2 separate regions of the Rattus norvegicus genome follow, and region 2 is linked to region 1. Evidence: chromatin contacts called from public Hi-C data. All regions are on one chromosome and are shown on one strand. The core of a region is the stretch at or near the end of the contact, and the rest is flanking DNA. Distances in the headings are between cores, read along the strand shown. Region 1 holds the start of LOC134484123 (a long non-coding RNA gene). Region 2 holds the start of Bcor (BCL6 co-repressor).

The links. Hi-C and Micro-C count contacts between places; a contact is called where the count stands out from the background.
Region 2: a contact with region 1 is called in a Hi-C map of kidney, with 2.4 times the contacts expected there. The contact joins the promoter of Bcor here to the enhancer-like site in region 1. A contact is called at or near these places in 2 of 12 Hi-C or Micro-C datasets (kidney and liver).

The regions. Positions count from the first base shown.
Region 1 is chrX:13,132,307-13,140,211 of GRCr8, reverse strand. It overlaps LOC134484123 (a long non-coding RNA gene), which reads left to right and starts at 7,101. Exons shown (of 3, transcript XR_010061499.1): 1 at 7,101-7,323. Within about 2 kb of position 2,896, at least 2 of the 93 cell types and tissues checked have an H3K27ac peak or open chromatin away from gene starts, as enhancers often do. A contact at or near this core is called in kidney, where this site is marked.
Region 2 is chrX:13,356,536-13,364,440 of GRCr8, reverse strand. It overlaps Bcor (BCL6 co-repressor), which reads right to left and starts at 4,065. Exons shown (of 15, transcript NM_001191586.1): 1 at 3,837-4,065.

The sequences.
Region 1 (7,905 bases), core at 1,647-4,146:
TACTTGTCACTGTGACAAAACACCTGGCAGATACAAGATAAGGAGTCAAGGGTTTGCTTTGGCTCATGGTTTGAAGGGAAACAGCCCATCATGAAGGAGAGGTCATGGAAGCTGGTCACACTGCACCCCCAGTCAGGAAGCAGAGACAGATGGATGCTGATGATAAATGGGCTAGCTTCCTTCCTTTTTTTTTTTTTCGTGTTCAGAACCACTGTCATTGAGATGGTGACACCCACTAAGGGTTGGGCTTCTCCTCCCCAGGTAAACATCTCTAGAAAGGGAGGGAGGGGAAATTGCAGTTGAAATGTAATATATGAGAGAATAAATTAACAAAACAAATCTTTAGAAATCTTTAGAAAGATCCTCACAGTCATATGCTCCTAGATGATTCTGAATCTAGTCAAAGTGACAATGAAGATTGACTACCAGTCAAGTCCCATATATTCATTGCATTCAACTGGAGTCTAATTCCAATTTTCCCACCCTGTGCACCAGTTTTTGCTCAAACTCCATGGAAGCCAAACCTGGGTTCTAAAATGAATGATAAAAACAAAACAAAAGGGGGCTGGAGAGATGGCTCAGTGGTTAAGAGCACCGACTGCTCTTCCAGAGGTCCTGAGTTCAAATCCCAGCAACCACATGGTGGCTCACACCCACCTGTAATGGGATCTGATGCCCTCTTCTGGTGTGTCTGAGGACAGCGACAGTGTTATATACTATATATAAGTAAACACAAAAGACCTCATTGGAAGGGCTGGAAAGATGGCTCAGAAGTTAAGAACACCACTTCCAGAGGATACTGGTTCATTTTTTAGCACCCACGTGGTGGCTCACACCCACCTGGAACTCCACTTCCAGGGGACCTGATGCTCTCTTCTGACCTCCACAGCACCAGATACATATGTGGAGTATGGCATGCATGCAGGCAAAGCACCTGGACACATGAAATAAAAAGATTTAAAAGCTCATTAGAACGTCCATGAACTTTTCATTTAAGTTCAGCACATGACAGTGCCCATGTTTTAAGTGAATTTCTACATGTCGGTGAAGTTAAAACAGTCCTGAAATAGAGCATCACTTGTACCTCAGCACTGCTCTGGGGGGAAAGGTCTTCTGTAGTTCAGGAGAACTTGAGATTCCCTTGCCTCAGCTTCCCAAGTACAGGGATTAAAGGTATGCGCCAACATACCCAGCTCACCCATTCCTTTTAAAACATTACATCTCTCTCTCTCTCCCTCTTTTCTCTCTGTCTCTCTGTCTCTGTCTCTCTCTGTTTGTGTCTGTCTATGTCTCTCTAGCTATCTGTCTACCCACTTACCAATCTATTGTATGTGTATGTACACACACACACACACACACACACACACACACACACACACACACACAAGCACACACATGCTCTTGTTCATGGAGTAAATGTTTAGGTCAGAGAACAACTTGTATGAGTTGTCGGTTCTCGATTTCAATCGTGTGGGTTTTGGAGAGTGAACCCAGATTGTTGTGCTTGGTTGCAAGCACCCTTACCTACTGAACCAACTTTTGAGTCTTTTTCCTTAGCTTCTAAATTGAAAGATTCACCGATGCTTAAGTGTGGCTGGCTCGTGGATGGAGTGAGATGCAATTTCCCTTAACTGAGTAGGGAGTACTCTGTTCGGTAGCAGGATGTGTACCCTATCTCCGGTTGGGTTACAGGACAGCCTAGTTCACCATACACCATATTAGTGTCTACATTATTTCTTGTTATGTGCAATGTATGTGTGTGATATATATGTGTGTGTGGTGGGGGAGTCAGGCATACTGCTCCGTCACTCTCTGCCATATTCTTTTGAGACAAGGTCGCTCATTGAACCTGGATCTCGGCTGATGGACACTAAGCCCCAGCTATCTTTCCATCTCTGACTCCTGTGCACAGTTATATGGGGTTCAAAGTATGTGTGACCAAGCCTGGATTTTCACATGGGTTCTGGGAATTTGAACCTAGGTCCTCCTATTTTTAAGTGCTATTACCTGCTGAGCCATCTCTCCAACCCCCCTCAAAGTGTTTTAATCAAAACCTGAAAGAACAGTCTACCAAGATGGTTCACCATGCAGGTAAGCATGTATAATCACTACCTCTGCCAATTAGCTTGCCTTTCTATGTCTTTGGCTAGGTGCCTCTTGGAGAGAGCAAAGGCAGAGGTTATTCACCCCTTAGCTCTTAGCTTTGTTTTGCTTGCCAGGTTGCCTGTGAAAGTGGTTTGGGATTGGAGCCAGTTGGAACAGCACTCTGCTGCCCTGCTAACCAACCAAGCAGTGACAGAAGTGACAATTTCTCCATCAGAATTTCATTCCAGAGTGATTTACTTACCACACTCTCAGGGCCATACTTGACATTGGCTTTTATAGCACATTTGGGTCTCCTGTATCCTTTGAGAATCCTATTTGCGAGACTGTACTATGTGGATGACATAGATGACCCTACTCAATCTATCATCTGCTAGGCCATCTGTAGTGGTCATTGTTAATTGTCAACTTGACAGACTCTAGAATCATGAGGGAGATGGACCTCTGGATATCCCTGTAGGGAGTTATCTTGATTACATTAATTAAAGTTGGCTAAAACCATTCTCTGGACACAGGGTATCATATCAATCCAGAATCAAAAAGTTCCTTTTTTCTTTTTGGTTTTTCAAGACAGAGTTTCTCTGTGTAACCTTGGCTGTCCAGGAACTTACTTTGTACACCAGGCTGGCCTCGAACTCACAGAGATCTGCCTGCCTCTGCCTCCTGAGTGCCCGATTAAAGGCATACACCACCACCACCTGGCCAAGTTTCATAGAATTTGGTCTGGGGAGATGGTTCAGAGGGTAAAGGCTTTTGCTGCCAAGCCTGTCAAACCTGAGTTTCATCCCTGGAACCCACATATTAGAAAGAGAGAACCCACTACATGTAAGCTGTGGCGCAAGCGTACATACCTCCCCCACCCGAATAAACAAAGAAATGCAATAAAATTTAGAAAATGTTTCACAGAACGTGGTGATGCAATATTGTAATGAAAATGTCCCTAACATTCTAGGAGCCTGGAACTTTTTCTGGACCTTACAGCCAGAGTTAATAATACACCTTGAGGTCATTTAAAACTCAAGATTGCTATCCTACCGTGGACTCAGCCTGTTTGTTTAACCTACTTTTAGGAGAACAATGTAACAGCCAACCTTATTTGCCTTGAATTTCCCATTAGCTTTTACAACCTAAGCTTATGCCTAACTGTACTCTTAAATTATGCACTCTTCCATGCCCCTGACCCAAAATTATGCATTTGTATCATTTGCCGAAAGTGGCAAACACAGAGGTTGGAAGCGATCTTATAAAATTAATATCTACCATAAATGTTGAACACAACATACGGATATTGCTTGATAAACAACGATGTTTGTTATCCGGGTCAGTTGGGGTCAGTTGGAGCCAGAGACTTAATCCCTTGTGGACTCTGTTAAAGATTTCTGTAAAGTGTCCTTCACTCTGTCCACATATGATGGTTTCTGTGCTGTTCTATAAGAGACAGAGCAAAGCCTTTCATTAGGGGCACACCCAGACATTCGGACACAGGGACAGAGTCACAAGACATTCTTCAGGCAGGCACAAATTTTGACTCATACAATAGGAAGCAAAAGGACTGAAGACATGGGGAGGTAAATGTAGAAAACGCAAATCTGGACTTGCTCTTGGTTAAATGACACCGAGAGGAAGTGCTTTGATTTCTTTCCTTAATGTGACACCGATGCATTGCTGGTGACTCAGACTTTATTATTAATGTGTTCAAATGGACTACAATAGAACTCACCTGAAGCTCCTGGAGGGGGGCTGTCTTTAATCCCTTCCTATTTGTTGCCTTGGAAAGGGTCACCTTGATCAAACGTTGACATGTTCTAGATTACAAGGACTTAATTGTATTTTTGTTTTCCATTTCAGCTGCGCAGACTGACTTAAACTGTCTTTCCGCCATTTAGTGGTCATTGTTCTCTGTCTGTAGTTGTGTCTTCCTCTTTCTGTATTTTACTCCCATCTCTTATTCTTGGTAAGTCTCACATGGGCCTGGCAGTAATTCCTACTGGTTTTGTTGCCGCTTCATTTCATGGCATTCTGCCAGGACCCAGCCAAAGTATGGCTTTCTCATCCAAATACCAGCTGAGCATGCAAGCTGACGACGGTCAGCTCCAGTGTCGGTGACCAATAGTTGGTGACTGGTATCTTCTACAATATAGTCAGTCAATTTGCTGATCTGTTACCTTGGCTGTCATACATATATCTGGGACCAGTTCACAGGCACATAAGAATGGACGATTTTATCATTTATTTTATTTTATTATTATTCTTTTAAATTATATTTATTTGTGTTGGTAGAGGGCATTCCATGGCCCGTGTGTGGAGGTCAGAGGATGACTTTTGGGATGGTTCTGTCTTTCTAGTATGTGGGTCCTTCCATATTGAACTCAAGTCATTGAAACTTGCTGGAAATGCTGCTCCTGAACCGACTCACCAGGCCCTGACATTAGATTCCTTTTGTTTGTTTGATTGTTTTATTTTATTTTGTTTTCTGAGACAGGGTTTCTCCGTATAACAACACTGACTGTCCTGGAACTCACTCTGTAGACCTGGATGGCATCGAACTCACATATAACCACCTGCCTCTGCCTCCCAGGTGCTGGGACTAACAGTGAGAGGCACCGTGCCTGGTGTAAGAATAGCTTCTCAATATTAGAAGGAGAATACTGCTGATGCATGTCAGAACTCAATATGTTTACTGCATGGACTGTCTCTGTAGGAAGGACCGGAAGTCCTGGTCATCTCAAATCCTCAGAGTTCTGGTAGGTGATTTATGGAACGGGCACTGCAAGCCACTTATCTGTTAATGGGTCTGCCTTTGTCACTGAAGAGCAAGCAGAGAAGGTTCACAGACAGGAAGCTCATGTCCCTGTTGTCTTCCTCCTCTTTGTCCCTAGATGAGCGGGCATCCGTAAAGGCTGGCAGCTCGTGTTGGAGATACTCCAAAGGAGATCAATGGAGAGATGAGCTCTGAGACTCACCAGGTTTCTCCCTGCTTAAAATCTCACACACTATTCAACTTTTACAGTCAGTCCCTGCTGAGTTACTGTGGACCTATCCATCAGGACTGGTCTCAGCTGTCTCCTCACAGATAAATAAGGAACGTGCCCGAAAGCCACTCTGTTTGTAGCTAGCTCTCACTTATTTTTACCCCATGAATTAGTCTGGGGCAGGGTGTGTGTGTGTGTGTGTGTGTGTGTGTGTGTGTGTGTGTGTGTTTAACCTGATAGTGGAGGGGAGGAGATCTGCCAGCAGGAAAATTAATGCCAGGATCCTCAAAATGCATTGTGTGTGTGTGTGTGTGTGTGTGTGTGTGTGTGTGTGTGTGTGTGTAGTGGTGGTGGTGGTGTGGCACTGTGTAATTGATCAATGGCAACTCTCCCTCCCAGGATGGCTAGGGGAAGACAGACCAATAGAAATGTCTTCTTCGAAGTCACCGGCGTTGATTTTTCAGACTCATGAGAATTGCTCCAAGCTGTACAGACGGAAGCAATAACTCCTCAGCCACGACAGCCCTACCCAGTATTTCACGTGTGAGGTGCCCAAGAGTACTACTGTAAAACAGTTTGTCACCGGCCAGGTTTCCTGGGAAACAGACCCTGAGGCGGATATTTGCATGTAGGAAGTTTATTGAGGAACATCTCAGCAACTACACCCTAGGGGGAGGGGCGCATAGAATCGGACAGAGGGAACAGTTGTACTGGGCCACGTTTGCGGCTAAGACCCAGTTGACTCCACGTGCACCTCTGGAGCTCAGATGGCCCTCAATTATTTTTTCCCAGTTGAGATGAAAGGGTTCAGGCCTGTATTCCCACATTGGCCAGTTACAGGACAGAGGATACTCCTGGGTTGGGACTGTGACCTTGTGTGTGTGTGTGTGTTGGGAGGGCAGCATCCTTAGCTGAAAGGCAATCTTCACGGAGGGCAGCCAGCACTCCCACAGGCAAGAGAAAAGAACGCTTCAACCAAGATCCTTGGTACTGTTATATCCATACCTTGGTCCCTTAGACACACTTGCTTCATAGAGGCAAACTGGGGAGCAGTTTCTCCAGCATACAGGGCTTCGTAGTGAAAAACTTTCATAAAGAAGGTGAAGACTGGCTGGCCAACCGGCTCAGTTTGTAAAGTACTTGCCTTGAAAGTAGGAAGACCTGAGGTCAATCTCCACATTAAAAAAGCCAGGCATGGTGGCTCATGATTGGAAGCCCAGTGCTGATGGGAGCCTAATTGGCTAATCCTGAGTCTCAGTGACAGATCATGTCTCAAAACCAAGGTGTACAGCTCCTGGTGGATGACACCTGAGGTTAACCTCCAGTGTCCATACTCAGAGACATACAGATACAACACACACACACACACACACACACACACACACACACACACACACACACCCCTCCACTACCCAGTCTAGAATGGCTTCATCCTTGGAGAACAACTGTAAGTATAGATGGCTTACCTGATACTGTGATGAAGAGTTTCATTTCTGAGGGGTCTGAACTTTGGTTACCAGGTTCTTTTTGAGTCAGGGTCATGACTTGACTACTTCCTGTTGCTGTGTGATTTTTCCTGGCATTTTTTTTCCTTATTTCTATGAACCCCACACAAGGCACACAACAGACTGAAGCAACGGTTCTGCCCCAAATCTAGCCTGGTGAACCAATCAGTTCAATTGGCATTACTCATGGGATGTGGGCAGCTATACCACCAAAGCCTCTCCCTCCCCTAACAATGGTTAACCACTTGTAGATCGTTGGGGAGGGGAGGGGCGGGTTCTCAGGAGTTGCACCTGCCCCTCCCTCCAGGAGGGAATGCTAGTGAATCTGATCTTGTGAGCGTAGAACTAGAACAGAGACTAATCAGACAAAAAGCACAAATCCCCCCCCACACACACCCCGCCCGAACCCTCCTCCCCACGATTGGAGAGAATAACAGCCTGCAGGAATGCCTCTCCCCTCCTCCTTTCTCACTGCACCCTTTAATTTCATCAACTGGGGACACAGTGGCACAGAATGCCCATTAACTTATGACGCAGCACCCAGGAGCATGACGGGGTATCACTTTGAAGCCAGCACCTCACCTGTGCCTTTAACAAGCCAGTGGATCTCCGAGGCTGGCATGCGGCTTCTGGGTGAGTCATTGCTCAGCTTTCGCAGCCAGCCCTGCCCAGTTGCTGTGGGACTGTCCGTCAAGTATGGTTTCAGCTGTCTCAATGCAGATAAAGAAGTATGACGTCTGTCTGTAAGTATTTTTTGACTTATTTTTACCCTATGAATTAGTCTTTCTGGGCTAGTCTAAGGGTGGAGCTAGAATGATTAAGGCTGGGGCCTGAGACTACAGCTGTGCAGCAAAGCTGTAATCCTAGAACATCGTGTTTTTTAAGTGGGTGCAGGGGATGGAACTCACATCTTTATGGCTCGGTGGCAAGCACTGTACTAACTGAGCCATCTCCCTCTCTTACTCTGTTTTTGTCAGTTTTTCCAGGGAGGAAGCCCTGTGTGCTCTTTCCTCCTTAGTTCCTTCTTTCTGGGTCACAGTCTCATTAGTCACTGTATAACCTAGGCTAGCCTGGAGCATGCAGTCCTTCCAGCATACTCTAGGAGGGAAATGTCTTCTCCTTTCCTTCCTTCTTTCCTTCCTTCCTTCCTTCCTTCCCTTTCCTTCCTTCCTTCCTTCTTTCCTTTCCTTCCTTCCTTCTTTCTTTTCTTTTATTGGATCACATAGGTCTTTATTTTGTTATATGTCTGCCTTAGTTAAGGTCTTTATTCCTGTGATTAAATAATATGACCAAAGACTTGGGAAGGATAGTGTTTATTTCAGCAC
Region 2 (7,905 bases), core at 2,816-5,315, 220 kb before region 1:
TCTTTAGCTCTGATGTATCTCTTGTTCTATTAGGACATAGGGACCAAAGCCTCTTGATTTGTCCCAGCACTTGTCATTCAGGGATACATCTTAATCTGAGCATTCCTTTCTACTGCTTAGGTTCTCTGGCTATCAGTCTAATGAAGTTCATTTCCTGGCCAAACCAGCATGGCTTTGCAGTTTAAGTGTAAACAGAGGAACCTTAGGCCACAAATTGTTAAGGGGAAAAGAAGGGAAGGAATAAGTTAGTTATCTATTGGGGGATCTATTTATCAATATTCAGCTCAGAATTGAACTAGACTAACTGATGATGAGTTACATTAAATTTTACGCCATTGATATACAAATGATAGATTCTTTAAAGTGTCCAGACCACCTCCGATTTGGATTGTCTCCCGCACATGTCTGACTATAACTATTCACAAGTTCGTGGTTAAGTGTTTCTTTAGGTTCTCCCACCAGTGCATACACACTGTACTTGGCATCTCAGGCTTGGGGCCTTTAATCTGGAGGAGTTTGGGTCAGCGCCTTTGCCCAATTAACCTCTGAAACTCAGATTCTTAAGTGAGGGAGCCCATTTTGTGTTCACAGCTCCCCCCCCCCACAGAAGTACTAGGTCAAGCTAGTACTCTGTCTAGCAGCTGCATTCGATTTGTGAAAGAATTGGCGGATGCACACAGAAGAGAAAGGATAACACTAGTAGGTCTAGAACTCAGGCCCCCACCCCGCGGACCACTCTACCCCCAGTCACTTTTACTAGACTCGACCCCCCCCCGCATTAAACTATTTACCGCACTTAAAGGGTTAAGAGACGCCCCCCCCCCCCCAACCTGCTTTCCACCGGGTAAGCAAGCCTGGCTTGCTGGGCCTGCAGGCTAGCTTTAGCTTGCTGGCTCACAGCTCTCGGGAGTCTGCTGCCCCCCACCACCCCCCCCCCGTCCTTCAGCCGGGAGGGAGTCTGCATGCCTGTCTAGACCGATCTATCACCCGCACACCAACAACACCCGCGAGAGCGCGGAGACCCTGCTCAGGTCCCCCTGGCCCGCACGGTTCACAGCGGAAGGAGTCCAGCGAGCGTGACGGCGCCTGCGGGGTAGGGGGTGAGGGTCCAATAAGAATCTGGCCGCCCCGAGCACCCTGCTAGTCTTCCCCAGACCCTACCCCTTGCGCTCGCATCAGCCAGGCTACCCCGGCACTGTCACAGCTCTGCGCGCTGGGCAGTCCTATTTTTATCTTGTCTAATCCCAAACTGGGCGGGGAGCACAGGCGTCGTGCTTAGAGAACAAGAGATAGGCGAGGGAGGCGGGGAGGAGCAGCCAGGCAGCAAAGCGAGCTAGAGCGAGTTAAAGACACAGTGGAGGCGCCGCGAGCAGGAAGAAAGAGCGGGCTGTGAGGACCTCGCGGCGCCGCACGCAACACACAGCCCTGCGAAGTTATCCTGGCCTGCCCGCTGTCCCTCACTGACCACCCCTCCCCACTTCCCAGCGGCACTCTCCGCAGCGCGGGGGCCCGGGCTGTGTGGGAGGCGGAGGCCAGGCCGGCCCTGCAAAGGGCTGGAGAGAATCGCTAATGAGCTGTGCGGCCCATTGATCCAGAGAACACTTCCTAATTAACTCTCAGTCACCTACTGGTGACAGCGCCTCAAAGGAGAGAGCTGGGGCCGATGGAGCCCCAGTCCAGACCTACCCGCCCAGCGCCTGGTGACCGAAACCCGCGTGATCCCCTAACCACCGCAGGCAACTCACGTATGTGGTGGTGTTCACCCGCACACCAAAGGCCAGCCTCAGATTAAACCTGGACGGCAAATTAATCATCACCCCTTCGCGTCTATGCGACACAATCCAACCCCAAATAAACAGCAGAGGCGACACTGCAACCCAGACCAGGTAACAAGTCAGGGAAGGAGTGGAAAGGATCGAGAAGAGAGTATTCCCCCAAGAGTCCACATATAGGCGTCTCTGAGGTCGACAATTAAAATACCTTCCACACAAGAAATTCTGTTGGCAGAATCCAGCACCGTGTACAGGTCGATCTCTCCCGGAGGTGTCCGTTTCCAATCCACAGGAAGTGTCAGATGGCTAGAAATACCAAGTCTGTCTACTCACCACCCACTACCTTCTGGGGTGGGCTATTTCCTCTTTTTTTTTTTTCAACTCCCGGTCCATTTTAAAGGATTTTTTTTTTTCTGTCCAAGGAGCTCACCTTAGAACCAAGTAGCAGTACTCGTCCCCTAGCATTCTCTCAATAAGGGTGCGCGGGGAGGGGGTTACACAGTTAAAACCCCGGACTGTCTAGTCTAGACGCAACCAGGCAGGATGAATACCTATTTGAAGCGCGCTGGTTTCTTTTAAGGTTTGTTTTTAAATAAACATAACCCTCCTCCAGTTCCTTCTTCGCTTTTCTATTCCCCCAACCCCCACCTTCTAGACGCCGGCGGCGCGCGCCTTCGCGCGGGCACTCAAAGCGTCTAGCTGGAGGTCGCGGACTTTCTGGAAAAGATTCATTAACAGCAAATTAAGCCTGGCTCAGCCTCGGCCTACTAGGGGACAAGCTCGGTCTTCTTCGGGACGTGGGTACGTGTTCCGTTGAGCAACCGGGCAGCCAGAAGTCCGCTGGGACTACACGTGCCACGAGCCACCCTACTCGGTTCAGGGCGCTCCTAGGCTCTCTTCGTAAATAGCAGGCGCTCTTCGCCACAGCCCGGAGTCCCCGGGTTTCTGGTGGCTCTGTAGCGCAGCCTCCCGCCTGCTCCAAGCGCTGGCCCTGTGCCGCCTCGCCCTCTCCGCCTCAGCCGAGGATCGCGCCCGGTGCGCAAGTTCCTCTTCGCCTAGAGCCCTCGCGTCGCCCGCCCTCCGAGTGGGACCAACTTCCCCGGGCCGCAGACTTTCACACGCCCATCAGGGCTTCCCACCAGGTTCCCCACAGCCCAGCGGAGGGCTGAGAGCTCTGCTCGCTCCCCCACGCCGCCCCTAAACAAGCGGTCTACACTGGCTCCAGGAGGCTCCGAACTTAAAACCTACGCGAAGGGAAGAGATGGGAAAACGGGGGTGGGGGGAGTCGAATTAGAATCTTAAAAGAACATTTACAAAACAATGCATCTGACCTGGCCGGCCGGCGTACTGGCCCAGTCCGAATCTCGAGCTCTCCAAGGTTCCCTAGTAGTTTTCCCCCCGTTATTCCACGTGATTCATGCTTTGGGGCAAGCCAAGAAAAAACCCGGACTCCCCTCCGGAGTTGAGCGACGACGGTAGGTCGAGCTCGGCTCCGTCCGAGGCGCCCGCTGCACACACTAGCGCACGCACAAGCCGTCGTTCCACTCGGAGGCACCACCGGCCCCTGGAGAGGCCAGACGAAGCAAAGGCGGCTGGGGGTTTTTACAGTTCTTTTCCGAGTCGAAAAAGAAAGCAGACGGGAACCCGCCGCCCTCCCCTTCCTGCTAGCGAGGTAACGCCGAGACGAGCTTCCTAGCTTCCAGCCCAGCACCCCCCCCCCCGCGCCTGACTCCCGACGCTCGGCGACGACCGCGCTCCCGCGCAGACACACAGAGGCTGCAAACTTCCACTCGCTGAACTCTCGATCCTCCCAACCCCTCGGGAGGCGGCAGGTCCCCCGTCGAGTCCCTCCCTCCCGGGTGCCCATGCGGGGGCCGCTTAGGTTGGCTGCATTTTTAATAACTTGCAGCTCTGATGTAAAAACGAAAGCGAACAAGGTAGCTAAACCTCCCGACGGGGATCTACTGGAGTAGAAGGAGAAACCCTTTAAGGGAGGAGGTCGGCTGCAGTCCCGGCGCGCCAGCCCGCCCGCGGCCCCCGGGGAAAGGTGTTCCGGGCACTGACCTGAAATCCCCAGTCGGGAAGTAGGCAGGGAGCCCTCGATCCGGCGTTTTGAAGTTTTCCCCGGAGCGGAGTCCAGGCGGCGAGGAAGATCCGGGGGCGGCTAGCTGGCTGGCTGGGTGGACGTGTGCGGGGTCGGGAGAGGGCGGCTACGCTAAAGAGCAGAGGAGCCCGGCCGGGAAAGCGCAGCGAGCAGCAAAGTTTGGCTTCCTCCGGTGCCCGCAGTCCACTCCCAGCGCCGCGCTTGCTCGCCTCTGTCTGCAGCGGCTCTGCTGCCCTAAGGGGTCGGCCCGGCAGAGGGGTGGGCTTTGGGCCGCGTGGGGGTGGGGCGGGGCGGGGCGGGCTGCGAGCTTAGGGCAGGTGGCGACGGCCCCGCGCGATCCTCTCCTCCCGCAGCTGGACCGGGCTCCGTCAGCCTCAGCAGCTCCCGCGCCGCCGCTGCCGCCCGCGCTCGGGCAAGAGCCCCAGCGCCATGTTGACGGTTCGCCGAGAGCGCCCGCTCGGGCTGGGTGTGTGTGTGAGCGAGTGTGTTGGCCAAGTCGTCCCTCCGCGGCGACAGCGCGGCTCGGGCTCTCCGCCCGGCGACTCGCGTGGTCCCCCTCCGCCACCACCGCCCGCCTCGCTCCCGCTCTCGGTCGTGCTCTGGGTTCCGGCGCGTCTCCCCCTCGGCTTAAGAGCTCGGCCGCCGTTCAGCCCGGAGCGCGGCTCTGCCTCACCTTGCCGCTGGGAGCCCGGGCTCCGTCTGCTGCCGCACGCCGCGATCCCAACGCGTCCCCCCTCCCAGGTTCCCTCCTCTTCCTCCTCCCCCTCCCTCCGCCCGCCCTCCCTCCCTCCCAACAGCCGCCTCCCCTCCCCCCTCAGGCGCAGCGCTCGGGCGACAGCCGCCCGCCCGCCCGCCCGCCGCCGCCGCCGCCTCCAGCTCTCGCAAGTTTGAGATCCCCAGTCTCCGCTCACCCTCCGCTGCGGCGCCTCCGCGGTGGGGTTTCGGGAGGGGGTGATTCCCCAGGAAAGGTTCGCCCGACTTTCCCCGGCTGTCACCGATTCCCAGCCGGGTGCATTGGGGCCTCGCCACATCTGAACCCCAAAACATCTGGGTGGCGGGTCTTGTCGTAGTACCCCCCCCCCAACTCTACCGCCCTCTGTCCTCTCCGTCCCAGCTCCGGCCGAGTTGGCTATTCACGCCCAGCCAGGGCTCACGTCCTAGGGGGAGTGGAGACCGACTCCGCAGCGGCGACGGCTAGGTCGGCCAACAGATCCCCAGCCCCAAGAATGGGGGGCGGCGGGGGCGGCTTTTCCTGCAGCGCGCCGAGACTCCCCTTGCTACCCAGAAGGCCAGTGGAGGACCGCAATTACCATAAAGCGCCTCGCACTCCTCTCAGCCAAAGCTGTCAAACCCCAGCGGCAGGCGCCACTGCCTCCTCTCGCCACCAGCGCTGCGCTCTCCGGGCCTAGCGTCCCCTCCGAGACCCAGCCCAGCAAAGCCTGAGTGCGCGTGGGCGTCCACCCCCCACCGCACCTCGCCCCTTCTTCCCAGAGGAGCTACTTCCCCTTCAGGCGTTAAGAGCTACGTGAAAACACCACCACGGGCAACAGTGGCAGTTCCGCGCCCTTGCTCCCCGGACATTTCAATTGTGTGGGAATTGTGTAGAGGTGTGTGTGTGGGGGGGTGTTCCCGGGGACACAAGGGGGTAGGAGGACCGTAAAGGGAACCGGGATGCGCCTGAGTTTCTCCCAGTTTTTGAGCATTTCACGGCCCGGACCTCCGATGGCTGAAAGGTCTGCCCTCATCTCTCACCTCGGCCTCGTGAGAGTATCTCCCGCGTTTTATTTTACTTGGCCGGGAACAACTTTTGGCTTCACCGTTCAGCCCATAAATTTTCACTCGGTAACGTCGTGCAGATCAGGACTCGGCGGCAGTGTACAGCCTGCGCCCGCAGCAGTTCAATTCAATTGACACGTATCGAGCTTCTCCTACGCACCAGGAGCAGCTCTGGGCGCCAGAGGGGGGAAGGGCAGGCAAGCGAAAGGGGGAAGCCGAGAAGCGAGGTTCCGGCCTCCCCCGAGCGCAGAGCCTCAAGGGCAAACCCAGCTTCACTTCATAAAGCTGGCGGGAAGGGAAGTCAGGGCACCCTGGCTGGGAGCTCTGACACCGAGGCCAAAAGGTTACCCCATTCGGTGCTTCTATGGGGGTCTTTCAATTCTGGGATGGGCTGGAGTATGTCTTCTGCCTAGGAACAGGATGATGCAGGCTTGATGAGAACCTAAGTCCGAAATGGAAGTGGCTAGTAAACCCACACGGAAAGTTTTTAAATATCCTGGAGCGTCTACATGCCAAAAATTAATCAAAAGCATCTCAAGTTGATTACCAAGTCAAGGTCAAGGCCAAAATCTCATCTCTAGCTAGAAGATATTTTCCCTTTTAAAAATGACACCCATTACTGACTGTGGGACTGATATTAGGTGCAATTTTATTCATTCTGTTTTAGTTCTCAGCATACTTATAAAAACAGCCCTTCTCAAAGCAGAAGTGAAACATCTCTACCGTTTGAAACCCGAAACTTTGAACAGAATTAAATCTTCATGCTCCAGAGCTGCTTGTAACAACTGATGCAAAAGACAGGCAGGCCGGCGGGTAGTGCCTAGCTGTGCTGGCTGGGCCGCCAAGGCTTCCAGGACCAGTGCCTGCAGAATGGAATGCACGCCTTTTTCTTCCTGGTCTTTCTTGAGGGGCGGAGGGGGGTGCCTCTGAAAGCTAACCTACACATTTTTTTAATCTCCGGTAACAAGCAGAAAGACACCTGGACTATTATGCTGTAAAGCTATTTTTTATAAAGACGTTTTAGGGCTAGACATTAAAAGTTATTAGACTGAATGCATGCGAGTTACAGACACAGCTGGGGGGAAAGGCCGCTGGTTGTGTGTTGTAGAAACATTTCTTTTTGAAGCGACTCCTTTTATTCAAAACAAGTCTTAAATAACCGGGAAAGCTGGAGTTGGGCATTTGTGGGGAAACTCTGAACATGGTTCCAGGCAGAAAGGCCGCTGTGCGGCTGTGGGCTGGGCAGGAGGGCTGGCCTGGATGAACAGCACAGCAGTGCCAGGCTCATCCGGCTCAGTTAGGCCACACCGCAGAAACCCTGGCTCAATGCCCAGCCACCTTCTCTCCCCCTCTTCTCACCTCCCAATTCTCCCAGGAACAGGCTTTCCCAACGTCCAAGTTATGTTAACTGTCCAGAACTTTCAGAAAATCCAGGAGGTAAGCGTGGAGCCTGAGGCCTCTTGAGTCCTAGGGCTTCCTGAGACTGCTGACAATGGGGTCTGTTTGTCTAACTTTAAGTCCTAGAACTAAAATGAATGGGGGGGGGGTGCCGTAAGGGCGAAGCCTGCCTGCTGGAGAAATTTGATGCTGGAGACAAACAAGCCAGTAAATTCGCCTTTGACATAATTTGTGGCAGTCACCCCGTCCTTTACGGGAGTCCAGATCTCTGGACTCCACGGTGTTCTCCAGTGGGCTGGTGGGATTAAAAGCTTTCTCTTCCATCTCCTAGGGACTGCATTTTCCAATTCCGTGGGATTTTAAAAATATCTTATTAAGGGAGTCCTAAGAGGCAGGCACACAAGTGTGTATGTGTGTGTGTGGGGGGGGAGTGTTTCTGACTCACTGAGAATTAAAATGTGAGATTTTCCCAGGTCCCTAAGTGGAGAAGGATCACACCCATTGGCCTGGTTAGTCAAAATTGTTGCCTGGGGAAAGAAAGCTGTTGAAAAGCAGCCCCCTCTTATGCCCTCACTCAAAGGGATCGCTACTGGATCTGGGGGTGCACAGTGTCTGCCTCAGATGCTTAAGGTCTGGCTCTTACCTGCCCTCCCCTAAGCCCTTCTGGAGCTGACCCTGATGTCAGGCCGATTTTATATATATCCATCCTGCACTCGGAAAAGGATTTCAGTGAAAGCAAAGCGCAGTGGATGAGCAAGGGAGCGCAAGGCAAGGGAAGCTGTCATGCCAGCTGAAAAATAAATCAGCAAGGAAATGAGAAGTACTGCGAGGTGGAGCTGCGAATGTTGCCCCTCC